Regions from separate parts of the Mus musculus genome. Here region 2 is linked to region 1. A link is a contact called in public ChIA-PET data. All regions are on one chromosome and are shown on one strand. Each heading gives the region's core, a stretch centred on a gene start, on an enhancer-like site or on the middle of the called end of the contact. The rest is flanking DNA. Distances are from core to core; before and after follow the strand shown. Region 1 overlaps Pag1 (phosphoprotein associated with glycosphingolipid microdomains 1). Region 2 has its middle 32 kb from the start of Gm33273.

Region 1 (3,290 bases), core at 595-3,094:
GGGAGCTGCCTGAGACACTCAAATAGGGGTTATCAGAGGATTGGGGACAGGAATCTCATCCAACAGAGAACAAACTGCAAATTCACATTAATTTAGAAAGAAAAACAAATGACAAACAGAAAACTATCTTCACTGAAAAGCATAAGAGTCAGGCCATGGGCAGAAAGGGAGCAGACAGTGCTCTGCAGACACTGGGGGCCTTGAGTGTAGAGATGCATCTGAAGTCTATTCCAAAATGCATGGTTCCCTGTTAAAGCTGAATGATCCCTGACTGGAGAACGTCCTGCACTTTAGGTCAACACTATATGTGTAAGGCGAGTTACTCTAGAGGAAACAGTGCTGTAGAAAAAGTATTTAATCCCTGAATTGAGATTCTTGTCAAATGTTGGGAGATCAGAGGAAGGCATTTATGGAGCACAGATAATCAAAGCTGTTAAGCACATATTCTTTAGCCTTAGTTAGCAGGAGGAGGAGGAGGAGGAGGAGGAGGAGGAGGAGGAGAAGGAGGAGGAGGAGGAGGAGGAGGAGGAGGAGGAGCAGGAGGAGGAGCAGGAGGAGGAGGAGGAGGAATCTGTTTCTAGGTTCTGTAGTTGCCCTGCAAATGACTCAGCAGTGACCCAGCTCTCCTAACAGCAAAGACTTAACTCTGGATTTCTCAACAAGCATAAGAAAAGATTTAATTAAAAGACAATGGTTCATTTTTACCAAGATGTGAGGGCCTGGGAAAACCTAGACCAGATGGACCCTTTCCTCTGTGAGCAGAGAGGCCCAGAATGATGGTCTGTAATGGGAGCAGGTCAGGGAGGCCAGGACACTTGAGATTTCTAAATCTTTTAAATGGGGTGAAAATGACACTTCAAGGTCCAGGATTCATTTTAAAAAGTGATAACCTGTAGTAATGCAATTGCTAAACCTAGTGTGAAGGTCTTTGCGTTGACTTGTCGTTTGCTTAGGCTCGAGGATTTCACGCTGGATTTTGATTCTGTCCAAGCCCAGATCACTCAGGGGTTTCCGATGTAACTGGTATTAGTACTGATCATGGTCACAGTAAACACAGCCTCATGGTCCCGATGATGGTAGTGGTGGGGAGAGCTGTGTATACTGGTCATCCTTCACAGAGCTCAAGAGTCTGTGCAATTAACACAGAAGTGGAAGCTCACAGTCAGCTATTGGATGGATCACAAGGCCCCCAATGGAGGAGCTAGAGAAAGTACCCAAGGAGCTGGGGGGATCTGCAACCCTATAGGTGGAACAACAATATGAACTAACCAGTACCCCGGAGCTCGTGTCTCTAACTGCATATGAATCAGAAGATGGCCTAGTCGGCCATCAGTGGAAAGAGAGGCCCATTGATCTTGCAAACTTTATATGCCTCAATACAGGGGAACTCCAGGGCCAAGAAGTGGGAGTGAGTGGGTGGGGGAGTGGGTGTGGGGGACTTTTGGGATAGCATTGGAAATGCAAATGAAATAAATACCTTATAAAAAAAAGAAAAAAAAAGAGTCTGTGCAATTAGTATTCTCATCTCAGAATGAGGAAAGAGACTGAGATGAGGTAGCACTGGCCCTCCATGGAGGCACCAAGAAGCAGAATGAGGACTGAGCCAGACACTGCTTGAAGTCCCATGGCATAGGAACTGTGCCTGTTGGTGTCTTGGTCTCTTGTCTCTTGATAGGAAATATCCCATGTGTCAGCGCCTGGTGGACACTGGGTGGAGCTTTTGAGGGGTGATTGACTTATTAGGGCTGAATTCCATCAATGGATTCAGCAGTTATGAGTTCAGAGCAGAGCAGAGTTATGAGAGCAGAGGCGGGGCTCAGAGGAAGTGGGCTGCTGGCGATGCCTCGAAAGGCTGTATCTTGTCCTTACACACTTCCTCCCTGGCTCTCTGCTTCCTCACTGCTAGGAGGGAGCAGCTTGTCCCACCATGCCCTTCAATCCGCCTCACTAAGTGATGATGCTTCTGACCCCACTGTGACCCCAAACACACATCTCCTGCCGTTTCTATCAGGTTTTGTTAGAGCAACATAAAACAGACAAGTTACCCTTGTGGCACAGTGGTCATGGTGTGACATCTAAGGTGGAACTAGCTCACACCTGGCTGGAGCTGTGTATCTGTGGGTGCAGGCTAGCTCACACCTGGCTGGAGCTGTGTATCTGTGAGTGCAGGCTAGCTCACACCTGGCTGGAGCTGTGCATCTGTACATGCAGGGTGGCTAGATACAGAGTTACCTTAGTAGCAAGCTTGAATGACCAATATTAAAGATGGTGACTTAGATGAATAAATATCCTGAACTCACCAACTCCCAGCTTTGAAGTTGTGCTCCACTGTGGAAATCAGAGAAGAACCCAGTGTGTTCTAGAAAGGAATAAGAGGAACATAGTTTTAAATTTCTTATTGGACTAAAACTAAAAGAATGAAAAGAGTTATTACCTTCTCCTTTACTTATTAAAAGTTCTGCAGTAAAGGAGGAAATTGATCAGTAAGCGTAAGCTGTAGCATTTTAGTACTACAGAGAAAGGAGTCCTAAAGACAAAACTTGAAATGCCTGCCCATAGTCGACAGACTTGTGGTGATGGGCACTTGTTCTTGCAGAAGACCTGAGTTCAGTTCTGACCTTGGACACGGGTGCCAGTGACTCACGCCTCTCCTTAGCGTCAGTGCCAGGCAATCAGATGCCCTCTTATGACCTTCATGAGCACCAGTCCTGCCTGTGGTACACATATACATGCAGGCAAAACACTCATACACATAACACAAGCCAATCTAAATCTAAACGAACAGTTCTAGATAAGATAAATGTACACATGGACACAGAGTACATATCCATGGAAGGAACAGAAATGAAGCTGCAGACGAGCCATTTAGTTATGTCTCTGCCATATTTGAATAATTGCTTCCTTCCTCCTCTTCTCAATCTACAGAGTCCTACAGTAGGCATGTGTTATATATCACACACATAACCGCAGACCTACACAATGGGCAATGTACCACAGCCTTAAAACAGCTATATACTGAAAGAGAGGGAGAGAGGGGGAGAGAGGGGGAGAGAGGGAGGAAGAGAGGGAGAGAGGGGGAGAGGTGGGGAGGGAGATAGGTGGAGAGAGAGAGAGAGATTGGGAGAGACAGAGAGGGAGGGAGGGGGAACATGAAATGAAAGGGTGAAGAACCATGTGCTAATTGCTAGCATGGATCTAGCCATGCTATTTACTCCTTCAACTTGAAATACACTGTTTAATACAGTGCCTTATGCTTATTAACAGTAAGATTGTATCACTTATAAAGATCC
Region 2 (3,162 bases), core at 66-2,565, 130 kb after region 1:
CTTTCACCCTGGACACAGAAGATGGGTTCGATGGTTTAATTCTGTTCCCTGAGGAGTCTATAACCACATCGTAAGCTGCAGCATGTTGGACATTAATTTGGATGTATTTTCAGTCACGTCCAGATTCAGGATAATGGAAGTATAGAAAATATGAACTTAGTCCATCTGTGAGGATGCTGACTTTGCAATCGTCGCATTGATTTCTGTTGATAGGAATGGTATGTACTGGCACTGGGGCTTCAGCAGTAAACTACATTTTATTTTATACTTAAGACTTATTTCCTTTTCTTAAAATCATTTCCTAAAATTATATGTATTGGTATGTGCGTATGAACGCAGGTGTCGTAGAGGCCAGAAGAGCATGTCATATACCCTGGAGTTGGTATTACAAGTGTATGTGAGCTTTCCAATATGGGTGCTGGAAGTTGGTCTTGGGTCCCCTGCAAGCGTAGTGCATGCTCTTAACCACCGAGCCACCGAGCCACCGAGCCAGCCGTGTTCTGGTTTGCTTTCTGTCGCTGTGTTAAAGCAGTTCATTTTATCTCACAGTCTCTGTTATAGTCAGTTGCTGAGGCAGGAGCTGAAGTGGAGGCACTGGTTCTCACTGGCTTGCTTCCCTCGGCTTGCACTCGTTTAAATTTATTTATTTATTTACTTTCTTATTTACATCCCACACTCTGCTTCCATAGGATTTCCCCCTCACGGAGTCCTTCCCCACAAAACCCTCCCCTTCTCCTCTGGAGAGGATGGCCCCACCCTGGGTATCCCACCACCCTGGTGGATCAAGTCTCTGCGAGATTAGATATATCCTCTCCCACTGAGGCCAACGAGGCAGCCCTGTCGGGGAACAGATTCCACAGTCAGGCTATAGCTTTAGGGACAGCCTCCACTCCAGTTGTTGGAGGCACCACATGGACACTGAACTGCATGTCTGTTACATACGTGCCAGGGACCTCGTTCCAGCCTGGGTATATTCTTTGGTTGGTGGCTCAGTCTCTGAGAGCTCCAAAGATCTAGATTAGTTGACTCTGTTGGTCTTCCTGTAGAGTTCCTATCCCATTCAGGGCCTTCAATCCTTCCCCCAACTCTTCCATAAGAATCCCCGACTTCCATACAGTGTTTGTCAGCCTGCTCTTTGATACACTCCAGGACCATCTGCCCAAGGGTGGCACCACCCACAGTGGGTTGGATCCTTCCATAAAAATCATTAATGATTAAAGGCCCTGCAGACTTGTCTGCAAGTCAAGCTTATGGAGGCCTTTTCTCAACGGATGTTCCCACTTCCTAGATCAAGCTAGCTTCTGTCGAGTTGCAAAAAAAAAAAAATCAAATCAGCATCAAATTCACACGGAGCCGCGCCTTTCCTGTGTGTGATTGCTACTGATTTCCTGTGCATATTTTCTGAAAGGCTTTTTGAGTACTCTTGGCTCCTCCAGGTGCTGTGATGTTTGGGACTTGGCGTTTAGGGGACTTGGAGTTTAGGGGACTATTTCAAAAGTCAGGAACTAATTTTCTGAAAAGAAGGGCTTGTGCAGAAAGCCACGTTTTGTTTTCTGTTGCCCCTTGCACCTCTGGACTCAAACCTGAAAAGCAGGAAAAGCTTTAGTAAGTTCACTCAGTTAAGTGAGAAGCTTAGCCTGGGAGAGCAGCTTATTAAGTGAGAAGCTTAGTCCGGGAGAGCAGCTCATTAAGTGAGAAGCTTAGTCCGGGAGAGCAGCTCCTTGTGCCAAGCTTCTAGCTGCCACCTGGGCCTCAGCCTCACCTCTGCACTTGTCACCACACATGCTGCTTAGGGATCAGGTTAATTCCTTTCTGGAACTGACTGGATCTACCTCTCCCAGACTCCTGCCACCATGGAGGTGACCCTTGATGACCTGAGTTTCTTCCGACACTATGCGTGCCCTTGCTTAGCTGAGTTTTACACTGATCTTATAATCAGGCCAATTTCTTTCATCACCCTTGTAATTGATCAAAAATTTATCTTCAGGCTAATCTGAGCCTGGATGAGCAGGAGCAGAAGTTGAGAGGAAACGCGTGTGCAAATCCTGCATGGTTTCTCAGTTGTTGTTTTATGGGAGTGATAGTTTTATTAGAAAGCATATATATATATATATACATATATATATATATGTCTCTCATTAAGTTGTGATTTGTTCTGTGAAATGGAAGTGTGTGAGGATGGAATATAAAATAAGCTAGGTGGGCTTGGTAGTTTGTGTAAGGATGTCATCTGATGTGCTTGGACTTGCTTTCACTTGTTGCCACAGGGTGGGCTGGTACCCAAGTGGGGCTTCCCCTTCTCTGAGGAGAATGGGAGCGGTAATGAGGGAGAAATGTATGAGGATGAGACTCAGAAGAGAGGAGGGAGGGGGCTGCAATTGGGATGAAAAGTGAATAAATACATAAATTAATAATAAAAAGAATGGCTGCCTGTGGATCCAGTTGGAGAGCTCTCAACTGCCTCTCCAGCACCATGGCTCCATGTGTGCCACCATGCTCCCTACCATGATAATGGACCAAACTCCTGAAACTGTAAACAAGCCCCAATTAAATGCCTTTCTTTCTGAGAGTTGCCATGATCATGGTGTCTCTTTACATCACTAGAATAGTGACCAAGACACACGGTCTCAAAGTTTGCTTCTGTGTGTTTTTGAAAACTGAATGAAAGAAGCTCCAGGATACTCTTGGTACTCTGTATGTCTGTCTGTCTGTCTCTCTCTCTGTCTCTCTGTCTCACTCTGTGTGTGTCTCTCTGTGTTTCTCTGTCTCTCTGTCTCTCTCTGTGTGTCTCTGTGTGTCTCTCTCTGTCTTGCTCTGTGTCTCTCTCTGCCTCTCTCTGTGTCTCTGTCTCTATGTCTCTGTTCTCTCTCTCTCTCTCTCTCTCTCTCTCTCTCTCTCATTCTCTCTCTCTCAGAATAGAAGGTTGGTGTAAATGGGAAGGAGGGAAGAGAAGCAATGGAAGAGAATGGATGTCTTTTAAGAAAGGACAAAACAATTATATACAGTGGTAGGCAGACCATTGCTCATGCTGAAGACAGGGGCCATGCAAATGCTTGCACGAATCTGCAACACCCAGTAGTTAAAACTGATAGAATATTCTCCATGAAAAAAAAATCCAGTTTCATAATTGTTTTCAAACTTGTTATTCATGCTAACCAGGAA

The links. ChIA-PET counts read pairs in DNA pulled down with a chosen protein or histone mark.
Region 2: an RNA polymerase II ChIA-PET map of memory CD8 T cells shows a contact between it and region 1, with 52 read pairs. The contact joins two enhancer-like sites. A contact is called at or near these places in 3 of 484 Hi-C or Micro-C datasets (cortical neurons and regulatory T cells) and 2 of 115 datasets of contacts at active chromatin or transcription factors (effector CD8 T cells and memory CD8 T cells).

What each region holds. Positions count from the first base shown.
Region 1 is chr3:9,784,962-9,788,251 of GRCm38.p6, forward strand. Pag1 (phosphoprotein associated with glycosphingolipid microdomains 1) reads right to left here. Exons shown (of 9, transcript NM_001195031.1): 2 at 2,301-2,359. Among named protein-coding and RNA genes, the nearest start is that of Pag1, 47 kb to the right of the region's middle. Within about 2 kb of position 1,845, at least 24 of the 459 cell types and tissues checked have an H3K27ac peak or open chromatin away from gene starts, as enhancers often do. A contact at or near this core is called in effector CD8 T cells, memory CD8 T cells and regulatory T cells, where this site is marked.
Region 2 is chr3:9,915,581-9,918,742 of GRCm38.p6, forward strand. No RefSeq gene overlaps it. Among named protein-coding and RNA genes, the nearest start is that of Gm33273, 32 kb to the left of the region's middle. Within about 2 kb of position 1,316, at least 11 of the 459 cell types and tissues checked have an H3K27ac peak or open chromatin away from gene starts, as enhancers often do. A contact at or near this core is called in effector CD8 T cells, memory CD8 T cells and regulatory T cells, where this site is marked.